Linked DNA regions of Mus musculus: region 1 is linked to region 2. Evidence: chromatin contacts called from public Hi-C data. All regions are on one chromosome and are shown on one strand. The core of a region is the stretch at or near the end of the contact, and the rest is flanking DNA. Distances in the headings are between cores, read along the strand shown.

Evidence for each region. Hi-C and Micro-C count contacts between places; a contact is called where the count stands out from the background.
Region 1: a contact with region 2 is called in a Hi-C map of pancreatic cancer cells, with 2.6 times the contacts expected there. The contact joins two enhancer-like sites.

Annotation. Positions count from the first base shown.
Region 1 is chr1:184,081,946-184,089,062 of GRCm38.p6, reverse strand. No RefSeq gene overlaps it. Among named protein-coding and RNA genes, the nearest start is that of Dusp10, 51 kb to the right of the region's middle. Within about 2 kb of position 4,007, at least 28 of the 459 cell types and tissues checked have an H3K27ac peak or open chromatin away from gene starts, as enhancers often do. A contact at or near this core is called in pancreatic cancer cells, where this site is marked.
Region 2 is chr1:184,257,739-184,264,676 of GRCm38.p6, reverse strand. No RefSeq gene overlaps it. Among named protein-coding and RNA genes, the nearest start is that of Gm34177, 68 kb to the left of the region's middle. Within about 2 kb of position 3,761, at least 82 of the 459 cell types and tissues checked have an H3K27ac peak or open chromatin away from gene starts, as enhancers often do. A contact at or near this core is called in pancreatic cancer cells, where this site is marked.

The DNA.
Region 1 (7,117 bases), core at 2,758-5,257, 180 kb after region 2:
CTCAGTTATTTCATTTCAGAGTGGTCATGTGGGCTGTATTATTCAAATTCTTTATATTTTACGAAATCACGAGGGTAGGCAACCACAGTCATCCAGGTGACAAGCTCTCAGCTGCAAAGTGCCTAGAGGTAGCAGACACTGGTGACACCATTTGAAGGGCAATTTCACTGACTGTTAACCTCAAGTGGAATAGTACTTAAAACTTTCCTGTGCCTCCCCACCCCCACGCTAATAAGGGAGGCAGAGGCAAACCTAACATAAGTAATGGAAGGATTGCATGGTTAACATTGTGATGCACACAACAAAAGAAGTGCATAGGAAGCAGTGATTCTTTTTTTGTTGTTGTTTTTTGGGGGTTTTGTTTGTTTGTTAAAGATTTATTTATTTATTATATGTAAGTACACTGTAACTGTCTTCAGACACTCCAGAAGAGGTCATCAGATTTCGTTATGGATGGTTGTGAGCCACCATGTGGTTGCTGGGATTTGAACTCCAGACCTTCGGAAGAGCAGTCGGTGCTCTTAACCACTGAGCCATCTCGCCAGCCCGTGGAAGCAGTGATTCTTGTTAAACCACTTTTCAAAAAAAAAAGTACCAATTAGTAGCATCTTCCAATTTCCACAGTGTAAATATTTTGAGTATAACTAGTAGTTATCAGCAGTTGCTAGCTCAAGAAATTCTAGAATATTTGGCAATCAGCTCTCTTTAGTCACTTTGAGCCAACTTCAGCACGTCACTGGGTCAGATAAAACAGATACAGATTTATGGCTTCTGGAGTATCAGTGGTGTGGAGAATCTGAACTGAGCTTGCTGGATAAAGCTCTATTGTTGTCAAGGGAAGGATCAAATATAGGATTCTTTCCAGGCAAGAGACTAGCCTGTTGCAGGCTATTTGATCATAAGGTGAACTCTAGATTGTGTTATTTACTGAAAATACCCATTTCTCATTGTGGTGTGTCTCATTCCTTCGCCCTGTAATTCCCCATGGCTGGAATACAGACATACCCTTAGTACACACCTTTAATCCCAAACAATGAAGGTAAAGTTAGTTTGTAGAAAGAAGCATCAATGTTTGAAAGTAATGTCTAATTGGGTGGCAGACAAAGTGGTGAATCAGAGAAAGATTTGACAGAATGGACTATGCCTAACTCACGAGATCAGAGAGGAAAGAGAGGCTGCTTAGGAGAGCAGTGCAGAGAGAGGAGGCAATTTTTATTGGGACAGTGGTACAGAGACAAATTGAAGAGAGATAATATGCTAGATGTAGATGAAGACAGAACAAGTCAGAGAATGAGAAGGAACCAGAAGATTAAAATATATTGCCAAAATTAATTTGAGGCCAAGCAGAGCAACCCAGGAGAAACCCAGAGAAGTGAGATTGAATCAGTCATGTTGCAGAGGAGTTTTCAACCAGAACAGCTGAGTTGAACCCACCAGACAGAGATCAGAAAGAACTAGGAAGAGGTGAGCTTATTTAGCAGTAAGTCTCAGAGATTGAAAACATTCTATGCCTAATAAGACTGTATGAAGGTGAGAAGCTTCCAGGACTAGGCCTAGGTTAGGCGAAGGTATTAAGCCTTGGAGATGACAATTACTTCAGGTGAATAAAAGCTGCTATTACACTAGCCTGAGCAAAGACTTGGGGGAAAGAAAAGGCATGGTGGATGATGTGGAGGGAGATGAGTTTGGTGAGGCTCTGTGTGCCTCTAGACCAAGGATGCACCACTCACTGCTGTTATCATCATTTGAGGCATGGGGAACCTGAGCAACAGAAGAGTAGAGAAAATCAGCAACTTGTACCCAAGCGCCCTACTGCAAAGTAGAGGCAACAGATCTGAACCCAGGTCTTTCCCCAAAGTTGGCTGTATATACTTTCTGCTACTCTTGTTGAAACTGGAAGAGAAGGAAAACACCAAACATGCCAGGGATAAATGAGATTTGGGCTATGTTTTCAGGAATAGCACCAAATTCCTCTCTCAAAGCATCTCTCTGGGCAAGCATTTCCTTACCCATTTGGTTCAGAGGACATTGGGAAATTTGATGAGAGGTGAAGATACCATTACTGTGATGTGTTGCAGTAAATCCCCAACCCAAATAAGCCCGGGCAGTGAAAACACAACACAGTTCATATGATTACATGCTGTGCGCCTAGATTGGACAGATCTACCGCTACACTACCATCTTCCACCTCTATGAGACCCCTTAGAACCTGCGGTTTCTCCAGGCCAGGTGCTTCTGCTCTGCTTTCCTTCCACCTCCTCCTCTGTCCTCCATCATCCTCTCTCCCCTTCTATTTCTCTCCCAGAAACTTCAGCTGCATCTTCCCCTCTTTTTTTGCCCAATCACTGGCTCTAGCCTTTATTTACAAATTAAGGTGGGAAGAAGGTTTACAGGAATCAAATGCAATTAGCCCCAGGGCTATCCACAACAGTGATGAACACGCTAAAACACATGTGCAGAATTGCTCATGGGTTTGGGGGCTCAATGCAACCCTGAAGCTGTATTGTAATCTCTGTGATTCAAAACCTTCAGGGGAAGGGCCCCTGTGTTTATAGCTTCCCATGCTGCTGGTCTTCCCCTTACTTGGCCATGGACATCCTGTCTCTGGATCGGAGGGGATGAGCCTCACTCCCTAACTGCCATCTTACTAGATGTCATAACAGGAGATTTTGTCTTTTATTGGAGTCCCAGAACCATGTCATTTAAAATACATCTTAAAAGGGTGTTGGACTAGAATGAGGAGCTGGTGATTTCCATTAGCCTGATCCCTGATGACTTTGTCCCCTGTGTCCCTAGCCATTATGTGAAACTCCATTAACACCTATTTTTAGTGCTCCCTTGAAGACCCATGCCCTTGGACATCCTTTGTCAAAAATACGTCATTAAAATATTCCTGAGTCTTTTAGCACTTCCATTTCCAATAAATTTACCTCACATGTACTAAATTATACTCACGAGTAAATTTCTAATGTACAATTTTTATGAATAAAATTCTAATGTAGTTGCTCTTTTTTCGTCACAAATCCTTCTGAATTTAAAGGAGGTATTTATAAAAGTGTTATAAACTTGTTTTTTTTTAATAAAAAGCCATTAAAATACAGAGCTTACGATCCCAACTTAATTATTTTGCTTCAGTTCTAATACTTTCCTTCATCTTACTTCCAACCCTCCCTTGCAGAACAGGAAAGGACAGAAACAACTTAAAGACAAAGTTCTGTCTGCTCCCATAGCCTCAGAAAACTTACAATAGCTATTTCATTCAATCACACATAAATACATTGGCCCATGAAAGCTGACAGAGCTCCACTGAGCTAACAGTTAAATATTCCAGAATTTTGTAAGCTGACAACTGTTTTAGATGAGGTTCACTAATGGGGGAAAGATGCTCTCTTTTTACTGGATAGTAATAAAATGATGAGCAATATGACCATCAAGGAGCTGATGAGGCAGAGCACATCCTTTGGAATTATGTACTCTAACACACTGTTTGGTACTCTGTGGGGGCCCTCTCAAGAGTGTGATCAGCCTGGCTATACATTGGGCTACAACAATATAAAAATGAAGTAAGTGTTGTTGAGCGGATAAATGCTGAAGCATTGGGAAAAATCACTCCCATGAGAACTTGAAGCAGTCACCTCCAGACTAAGAAAAACAATGTGTTGCTGAAGATTTTCATATATATATGAAATATATATATATGTATATATATATATGTATATATATATATATATATACATATATATATTAAACTTTGGTTCACTTATGGATGAAGCCTCATGTTCTTTTCTTTGAGCCTTTGTCTTGGTCTCTTTGTTGATGACCAGTCACTTGAACTTCTGCCCAGTGGCCCGCCCATGAGTCAGAAGTATCTATGAGGTTGGATGAGTGTCTCATTGAGTTTCAACTTGGAGGAGTGACATTTGTCCGACTCCTAGTTCTGTATTAGTCACTTGCTACATACTTTGCTCATATGAGCTCATTAGCTCACTTCATCCTCTAAAAATGTGATGTAGGCAAATAAGACTCAGAGAAGAGCGAGATGACTTAGTAAATGATACATGGCATTCATGACTTGAGTTTCTATTATTCAAGAGAAACTCATAAGAAAAAAGTGTGGTATTTAATCTTCCAGCATGCTTCAGAGGGCACTTACCCAGAGGCAAAGCCCTGCCTATCGCAGGATGAACGTGATAATGAAGAAAAGATCATTGACTGGGGTTTTCATGCTTCTCTTTAAACTTCACATTCATCCACACTTGAGTCATGAGGAAATAATTATAATTTAATCATTTCTTAAAGTAATCATCAATCTGATATGCATGCCTGTGGAGTGCTCAGCAGCCTGATGAGCAAGACTTCGGTCTGAGTTTAGTACCAAACCTAGAGTGTTTTTTTCTGATGAATTCTTTTTCAGCCCATTTCCCCATTTACCCTCTTTCAATATTGCCAAACAGACATCTAAGTTACCGAAAGCACACCGGCCAGACGAAGGGAATGGGTGTGGGATGAGTGAGAAACTGAAGAATCTGAGGCCTAGGGTGGGAACGTAGGAAGGCAACACTAGAGACTAGAGACTCTTCAGAAGCCCACTGGGTTTTCAGCAAGTTTAACTCTTTCAATAAAAAAGAAAAGTGAGAGGGTGAAAAAGACAGGACATGAAAGAATAAAGGGTTCAGAGTCCAGCTGGTAAGAAATCATGTCTTTGAGTTCAAGAAGAAAGGAAAGAAGCAGACAAGATCTGTTTCCTACACAACCCATCCTTATCCTCCCACAAGTCCTCTCCTTATCCTTTTCAATGGGACTGGGAAAGTGGTCAGAAGTGAAGGGCTCAGAGGAACTCTACTTGCTGTAAGGCCTATAGCCCAGACACTCATGTTCAGTTCATTTTTGTATCACTTATGATTCCTAGGACGAAGTGTGGGTGGTTCTGATTCCCTGAGGACTTCCTCTGGCCTCTGTGGCTTCCCTCTAAGAAGACTGGAAGTACTGGGACTGGCATCCATCATCTGTCTACTTAAGGAACCTTGATGAACAAATGCAACAGCTCCCACCCTCACTAGGATAATTCTTTCACTTTCTACATTGGAAACAAGATCTTACTTTCCAATTTGTTTATCCATCCCTTTCCCTCCATCTTGGCCTCAGTTCTACTCTCCCTTGCCAGTTTTATTGGATCATTTCATCAGCTGCTTCTTTTAAAACCCCTACCTTGAGATCTGCTTCAGAAAAACAAAAACAAAAAACAAAACAAGACAAAGAGAAATTAAAGCTTAATTCAACTGTCACACAATGGGTTAATAAAAAAAAATTGAGACACCCTCCCCCCCGCCAGAAGACACATCTGACAGTTATCTCCCAGTGACGGCAAGGGATCAATCCAAAAGCCAATGGCAGACCTATATTTTGGTTCCCAAATCCTTAGGCATCACATGATATGTAGAGACAGGACAGATCCACATAATGTTCCTTATTTGTTTGTCTGTCTGTCTGTCTGTCTTTGGGTGCATTCATGTTTCTCGTTGAAATATAGCAAGCTAAAGGTCACAACGATGCCCAGGGATTTGGGCACGAATTATGGAGTATCGCATGCCTCTTAGATCAGTAACTTTAAAAATGTAGTATACTGTCCAAATACAATTTGGATGAGACAAGACTGTGAGTCGTGTGGCCTTGAGAGCTGGCATACCATCAGAAGCAGGAGGGCGGCAGTCATCAGCTGATGCGACCTTCCCCTTGTGATCTTTATCCTTATCCTCAGGGCTTGGTTTGGGAGGAGAAAAAAAAAAAAACAGTTCAACTTTAGCTTTGAATTACAACACTATTTGAAGCAATATTTGGAGGAAGCTGATGTCATTGCCTGACTTACTGTCATTCCAACAGCCCTGCCTCCTGTAAACTATTTTTCACATACTGATTTGGTTGTGCAAAGGGGGCTACAGTGTGATAAGAATGTTTGCAGATCCTTGGCTATTCTTGCTATTAAGAGGTAGAATCCAATTGCTTTCTCCTTGAATTTGAACTTGAGCTTGTAAATTATTTAGTAACAGGATTTTGCAGAAGTGATCTGAGACATCCGTGTTTATACGATTTTAGAAGCTTTGCAACTTTCATCTCAGTCACTTGGAAAGCAGCTACCATGAGAAAGCCCAAGCATCCTCGAGGAGAGGATCCAAGGTATTTAGTGGACAACCCTGGCTGAATTCCCAGTCAGTTAGAAAAGCACTTGCAAGGCCTTGGAAACACATTCTCCAGCCCCAACAAGCTGCCTCACTTCTGGTTCTGAGTTTATAGTTCAAGTGACCTGTCTGTTGAACACACTTGAAACAAATTCATTAACAAACCCAACAATTTGAATTCTTTTATGCCACTAGGTTTTGATATAGTTTGTTATGAAGCTACAAGTTACTAAGGTAGCAAACACAAGAGCAATGCTGATCTCTTAAAGAATGGAACAGATTAGTGACAGCGACAGGAACTGAGACAAAACGCAAAGATGGCATTCCTTACATGTTCCTCCTTTATTGCAATAATTTGTCCTACACAAAAAAAGAGATGAATTTAAGGAACAGTAGGTTTTAAAGATGTCTTTCAGTTGTTGGTTTCTGTTACAGATGTTATACCAGACATGGTTTGATTAATGGAGCCACTCAACATGGCTCTGGTAACCCATAAGTACCTATTGGTAAAGCAAATGTTTAGCTCTCTATGGCTGTTGTATACCTGTTTAAAAAGACCAGGAACTAGCTATTTATAGAGCATGGACGAAATCCAGATGGCTGTATTTACAGTATATAGTTACTCCCATTCCTCTACATATTGTCTATGACTGTAATTGTACTCCAACTCTAGAGTAGCCTCGCTAGCCAGCCTATATCACCTTCTAATCCTACATTACTTATTATTCCCTTACATAAAATGTTTCTGAAGCACAAGTTAAGGCCATTAGAAGCAGTTTGCCTTCAGAATGAATAATATTGTAACCATCACTATCCTACCTTAGGTCCATTTCAACTTGATATCCCTGTATCATAATTGAGTACACAGGGATCGTAGGTGTGTATCCATCCCCTCAGACACCATGCATGGATGATAGCACTCACTGTGCCTGATGAGCACA
Region 2 (6,938 bases), core at 2,512-5,011:
CCTGGAAAGAGATTGTCCAGATATGGTTGACCTATGTTGGTTTGGTATGATTTCCTCAATTGATGGGGGAAGAACCTGTAACTTTATTTTTTTCAAACCTATTGTTAATGATGGTGCTCAAACGCTTTAACCTCCCTTATAGCTCACCACCCACCAGAGGTAGTGGGGAAGAAAGGATATGGGGGAAGTGGACCTGTTTAGAAGGGCTCTTTGGAGCAACTCCTGTCTGTGTTGTCTGGAAATCGGCAGTTCAGTTCACAGGTTAGCAGACCGGTAGCTCAATCCACTAGCAAACACCTCACAGATACACCAGCAGCCAAGTTCGTTAGAGTCAGGATAGCAAACACTGGATAGCAAATGGTGGCACTACCTAGCAGAGACAGCCAGGCCTCAGCCTTGACTTGAGTCAGCAGGAGGGAGCAGGAGATACCAGGAGACCAGGAGAAGTTCTTGGCTGTGCCTCTCTCAGGGAAGCAAAGATCAGCAAAGAAGCGAGTTGCACAACTAGCTCTGTAAGCAGGTCAAGCTCACCTTCCTCCATCACTGCCCACTGAGTCCTATTTATACTCTCTAAATATCACGGGTCCTCCACAGGTCTTGCCTCAGCACGTGGCTTGCCTCGGCTGACATCATTCTGCCAACCAGCCTGAGTCCTTGGAAGCAGCAAGAAACTGCAGCACACCACCAAAAGTTTCTCAGCTCTATCAGAAGTTCTTTGGTGCGTTTCTCAGCTAAATGTTCCTTCATGTGTTTGCCCCAGCAAAACACCATCCGTCCAACTTTCCAAAGAACCACTTCAAGATCCTGCCTACTGTGGGTGGTAACATTCCTTAGGCAGAAGGGCTAGTGAACATTCCCTAGGCAGGAGGTCTAGAGTGAAGAGATCTAGCCAAGAATAGGCAAGCAAGAAGCATGAGAGAGCCTTGCTCTTTGCTCCTGATTGTGGGTGGACATGGCTGGCTCTTTCAAATTCCTGCTGCTTTGACTTCTCTGCTACTGTGGCACTGTGAACTAAATAAACCCTTCCTCCCCTAAAAGCTGCTTTTTGTCATCATGGCTTATCACTAAAACAGAAAGGAAACTCAGATAGAAACCAAAGTACAAGCCGGAGGCTGGGAGAAAATATTGTCAAATCTCATGCATAGCTGAGCGTTTTGTATCTAGAATTGATAATGAACTCTTGAAAACTGACAGTTTCAATGAAATCGAATGAACCGATTTTAAAAATAGATAAAAAGACTTGACCGGTCACTCGGTCAGAGAAGATAGAAAGCAAAAGAAAAGATGCTTGGTGTCGTTAACCATTTGGGCACCACACAGTTAATCATTATAAAACTAAAACCTACCAAAATGTCTAAACTATGAGGCTGGAGAGATCCCAGGGTGGTAAGAGTACTTGCTGTTCTTCCAGAGGACCCAGTTTTGGTTCCTAGCATCCATGACAGCAGCTCACAACTGCCTGTACCTTCTGCTTCAGGGGCGTCTGATGCCCTCTTCTGGCCTCCACTGGTACTACATCATGCCTACACAGATACATACACAAAAATAACTGAAGGAATGGCCAACTGGTGACCAGCCCATTTTGAGACCCATCACATGGAAAGGCAGGCACCAATCCCTCACACTATTAACTATGTTGTGCTTGAAGACACGAGGCTACCTTAACAGCCCTGTGATAGTCTCTACCCAGCAGCTGACTGAGACAGATAGACAAACATTGGACGGAGGTCAGGCCCCCTATGGAAGAGTTAAGGGAAGGACTAGAGGCCATCAAGGAGATGACAACTCCACAGAAAGACCAACAGTGTCAACTAACCTGGATCCCTGGGAGCTCCTAGAGACTGAGCCACAAACCAAAGAACATACATAGGCTGGTCTGATGTCCCCAGCACATATGTAGCAGAGGACTGTCTTGTCTGGCCTTAGTGGGAGAGGATGCACCTAGTCCTGCAGAGACTCGATGCACCAGAGTTGGAGGTGGGGGTGGGGAGTGATATGAGGAAATGCCCTCTCAGAAGTGAAGGGGAGAGAGGTTGGGAGGAGGAAGTCTTTGAGGGGGGACCAGGAAGGGTCAGCATTTGGGATGTAAATAAATAAGCAGATTTTTTAAAAAATGTCTAACACACATAAATGCAGTTAGGGCTTGAAGATCACTCAATGATACATGCTTAGCATGCGTGAGTTTTAGATTCTGTCATCAGCACCACCCCACCTCAAAACTGAAATGCAGTGTTGGGAAGGGGGTGAGATGTAGGAGGAACCCACATCCATCATTGCTGGACTTGTAAACTGTGGTGATGGCTTTATAAAATTAAACACACTCTCTAGGTATCTCAGGCCTGCGAGCATGAAAAGGTATGTTTGCATAACCAATATGTTCGAGGTAGCTGTATACAACTCAAATGTCCTTCAGTAGAAAGAAGGCAGCCTGCACTGCACATAAATGCTGGGGGTAAAAGGAGCCAGTCTCAAGCTGTAACGTGCTATGAGAACAGTGACAGTCGTGAACTGCAGGTACAGGAGAGATGTGGCCATGAAGGACAATACCAAAGAGGTGCTGCCACCATGCTGGACCCCAGGTGTGGCCATGATACATCTTATTGAAATCTGTAGGACTGTACCTCACAGGGAAGGGAAATCAGGCATTCTCACAGACCTGGACACTCAGAGTCAGCTTCTCGGTCAGACTGATGATACCCTGTCACTAACACAGCATGCGTGAGCAGGAGCCGAGAGGGACGTGTGAGGCCCGTGGGTCTGATGATGACTTGGGAAGAGGTCTTGACACGGGGCAGGGAGGTGAGACAGACAGTAGATGGGGCCTGTGTGATTGAAAGGCAGGGATTTGGATGAGAAAGAAGCCTGGTCCCTGGGGCCTGTGAGCAGGTAGATGCCAGCTGGACCAAGTAGGAATGTGTCTTCTGTTGTGACTTTGCAACTGTGTTGCTTCACTTTGAGCAAACTGTTACTTCCAATCGGATAATGGCATTCGCTAGACTATAGGCAGACTGGAATAGGATCTGTGTGCAATTCCTCTTACATGGATAGCATTCTGATGCATCCCTCACGAAGCAGTAAGTGAATGACAGCTGGCACCAGAGCACTTTAATCCTCACGGGCCTTTACAGTGCTGCGTTCTGTTAATGAATGTGTGTTCATTAGTGCAGCTGCCTTCCAGCCATTGGGAAGCAGGGTGTGTGCTCTACCAACATGAGTAGAGTCTGTCACCAGGCTATTTGTGTGGCTCTCCTCAGGAGAAAGTCCCTAAAAGTGAGTCATGGCGATGGGTCACGTCCTATTTCATTGGTCTTTGAAACCAAAGCCTATGGCATGTCCTCTTGATGGTATCTACAGGAAATACCAGGGATGCCAGGGCAGATCTGGGAGAAGAGCACGCATCTGCCACGCTAAGCCACCAGGCAGCCACTCAATGGGTGTGTTTGCAGCACCATGGAGACCACGCTGGTCATTTCCCAGGGAACACAGTCCAAATCCAGAGCCCTGATCTGGATGGAAATACCGAGAATGCTAGGAAAGCAGATTGCTACATTAAGCCGGGCCTCAGTTTCCCCATCTGTGAGACAGAAGCCAGCACCACAACCTGGTGTGAATTTATGACAATCAAGGCCCTTGCTTAGAAGTTACTTCTGTGCCTGTCAGGGTGAAAACGAAAGTTGAAGTCAGCATTTCACTAGGGGGTTCAGCCTCTGAGATCTCTCAGCACAGCATGTTCCTGTGTGGAAGGGACTTTCCTAAAGTGAGGGCTGGGTATTTTAAGCAAAGGCACCCAGCTGTGAGACTACCAGGCTTGTTTCTCCAGTTGCTTCTCACTGGACCTGATTTCACTTGCATTTATTTCTGGAGAGCAGCTTCTAGTCTCTTCCCCTTCCCCTTCCCTTGCCCCTGCTGTTTCACAGCTGCCCTTTCAGCTTCTCCCTCCAATTCCCTGGGTCACAAGTGTTCTGCATCAAGGCGTGCCTGACTAATTAGCATCCATGTGTGATGTTGGGAGAAAGAACCCCAGAGAAAAAGCTGTAGGCCTATTTCTGCCAAATTGGAGTTGACCTAGCTTGGACAACTCTCCAGCATGCTCAGTCTTGACTCTTGATCCAGGTGCCATGGGGTCTTGGAAGAAGCCCCAGGAAGTATAGAGCCCTGTATACTTCCTATTCTAGAAGACAGGAGGGCTTCCTTTGTTTAGCAAGCTTCTTCTAAACTCTCCACCATCTTCAGACTCGAGGTCATGTGTGTCTCCTACCACCATAAGACTTTGCACCAGGGATACAGTGAGCATTTATCTAGTTAGTCATTAGTTATTGAGTGCCTACTGTGTGCAAGGGACTGAACTAAGAGCCAACCAGAGAGACTTATGGGGCAAACAGAATTTTATCCTGCAGGGAACTAAAGTAGGACAAGAAAGGAAACCTGGGCAGCAAAGAAAAGATCTTGACAGCAGCAAAGCAAAGGGCCAGTGAGGAGGCTCTAGGGTTCGAACAGTGGAGCATCTGAGTCCATTCTAAAAAGGACCGGAAACAGGCTCTCAGGGGAACATTTCTACATCAGTGTTTCGCATAGCTAAAAACACCACAGACTCGACTCAAGTACAAACTGATAGATGGGCAGATAAAGAAAGCCAAGCGTTATTCAGCTTCTGAGAGCAAGGGAAATTTGTAATACGCTGTGCGTGCCTCCTGGGGGCCTAGGAGGAGAACAGAAAGGGTGGTTCCTGTTTAGTGGTGTCGGGGTTTGGATTTATGAGAGACAAAGGTTGTAAAGGTGCAGGATAGTGACACATGAGACCTTCTAAGTGTGTGACGTCACTCAACGGTGTTCTTACAAATAGAGGTGGCTGTGTGTCTTTTAGAAGTTAAAAAAGTAGAAAAGGAAAAACATGCATAGTAGAGGAACTCAAAACCCAAACCCTACCTTGTCCCCGTGGGCTCCGTTCATCCCGAGCGAAATGAAGAGAGATTACACTTTGTGGCTTTGTTGCAGGTAATGACAACATATGCAACCCACTTGACACAAGGCAGGAAACAGTGAACAGAAATTGTTATGATCAACTTTGGCTGGCCCATAGTGAATGTCTGAGGAACTTTGATGGTTAGTTCTAACTGTCAACTTGACACAACCTGGGACCATCCAGGAAGAGAGTCTTGGTGAAGGATTAGCTAGAGCAAGGTCGTTTGCAAGTAAATCTATGGGAGAGTGTCTTGACTGTTAGTTGATGTGAGAAGACTCAGTCCACTCTGGGTGGCACCATTCCTTAGGCAAGAGATCGTTTTGTTTGTTTTTAACTGGGTTAGTGAGGGCAGGGGTCTTGGTAGCAGTAAATCTACGTGTATTTATTCTCTATCATCTCTTGACGACAGTGTCGTTACTGCCTTGACTTCCCTATAAGTGAACTATAATTTCAAGCTACAATAAATTCATGCTCCTGTCAGACGGCTTAACAGTGTGATTTGTCTCTCAGCAGCAGAAACGACTCTGGGAAGAGAAATGGGGGCATGAGACATAAGATCACAGAGGCCGTTTGGAGACTCAGTAAAGTACATTTTATTCCACACACAGGGAAGAGGCAGTGGTGGTCAGACACTGAGGGGACAGGATCAAGCGAATGGTTTTCTCAACAGTAAAAGGCAGATTAAGAGCAGGGCTAGAAGAGACACAGACCAAAAGTCAGCCCCTGCCTCAGGGGCCTGCTGAGGATTCAAAAGGGTGTGTGCTCTCCAGCTCCAAAATGTTCTTACTCCATTTTAAGCTGAAAGGAACATTAAGAGACTTTGAGATAGGAAATTAAGTCATCCTATTTTCTAACCTTGATCAACCTCTAATATAAAAAAAAGTGTGTGTGTGTGTGTGTGTGTGTGTGTGTGTGTGTGTGTGATCCCTGGAAGTCACAGGGTAACTTTTAGGAGTTGTTCTTACCTTCTAGTGAGTTTTGAGGCAGGGGCTCTCAGGTTTCTGATATCCTGCATGTTTTAAGCTAGCTGGGACATGAACTGTTAGGTAGTTCTCCTGCCTCTCTTTCCCTTCTCATCGTAGGAGTCCTGTGCACATGTAAGAACTTAGCATTCAGCTCTCTACATGGTTCCATGGATCAGATTCAGGATGTCAGGCCTCTGCACCTAGGGATTTTACCTACTGCACCATCTCCCTGGCCCAGTCTCTGGTTATTAAAATAGAATATTGGAGTTAAGCACTTTGTGTTTGGTGACAGAATACAAATGTGGTGTGGTATCCACCTGTCAGGGCCCACACACTACACCAGGCATACCCCTGACTTTGTGACTGCCAGACAGGAGTGCAACCCCAGCTTCTGGGCGCCTGCTTCTCTAAGACAGACCACCCGGCTTCCAGTGGTCCATACAGACCCAGCGTAAAGGGGCAGGAATAATCATTTTGGAACCAATTTACATAGAAGCTTTGCAAATGTTTATTTTGACATTAAAGAACATTTTAGGAGATTAGCCTTAATGTCCAAGAAAGAGGAAATCATTAAATAAAGTCATGTGTTAAAAACCTGTGCAGCCACTAAAAGCATGCATTTAGAGATCATTTAATGACATGGGAAAATGCTCACGATGTATTAAGGGAGCTAAGTGAGATGAAAACTGTTCACTGGGCTATCATTTTTGTTACAAAATCATGCTTACATAAACATAACAACTTAAGTGCTGAAAGAGCTGGCTTTGAGTTTTGTCTGATGGAAGAAGCTGTAGTTGTTTTAACTGAGGAGTTGCTAGCTGGCGGCCTCAGGTGACCTTTCCCTGTCAGACATTTTTGTCTCCATCTTTTCCTGTTCTGTATGGTGCCCCATCAAGTGTTTGTCTAAGCTCCCCCACACACTCTGATCCTGTCATAGATGTAGGCTACCTGCCTGTCTGTAGTAGGTATTCCTGAAGTGGGTTTTCAACTTCACAGTTTTCTATAATAAG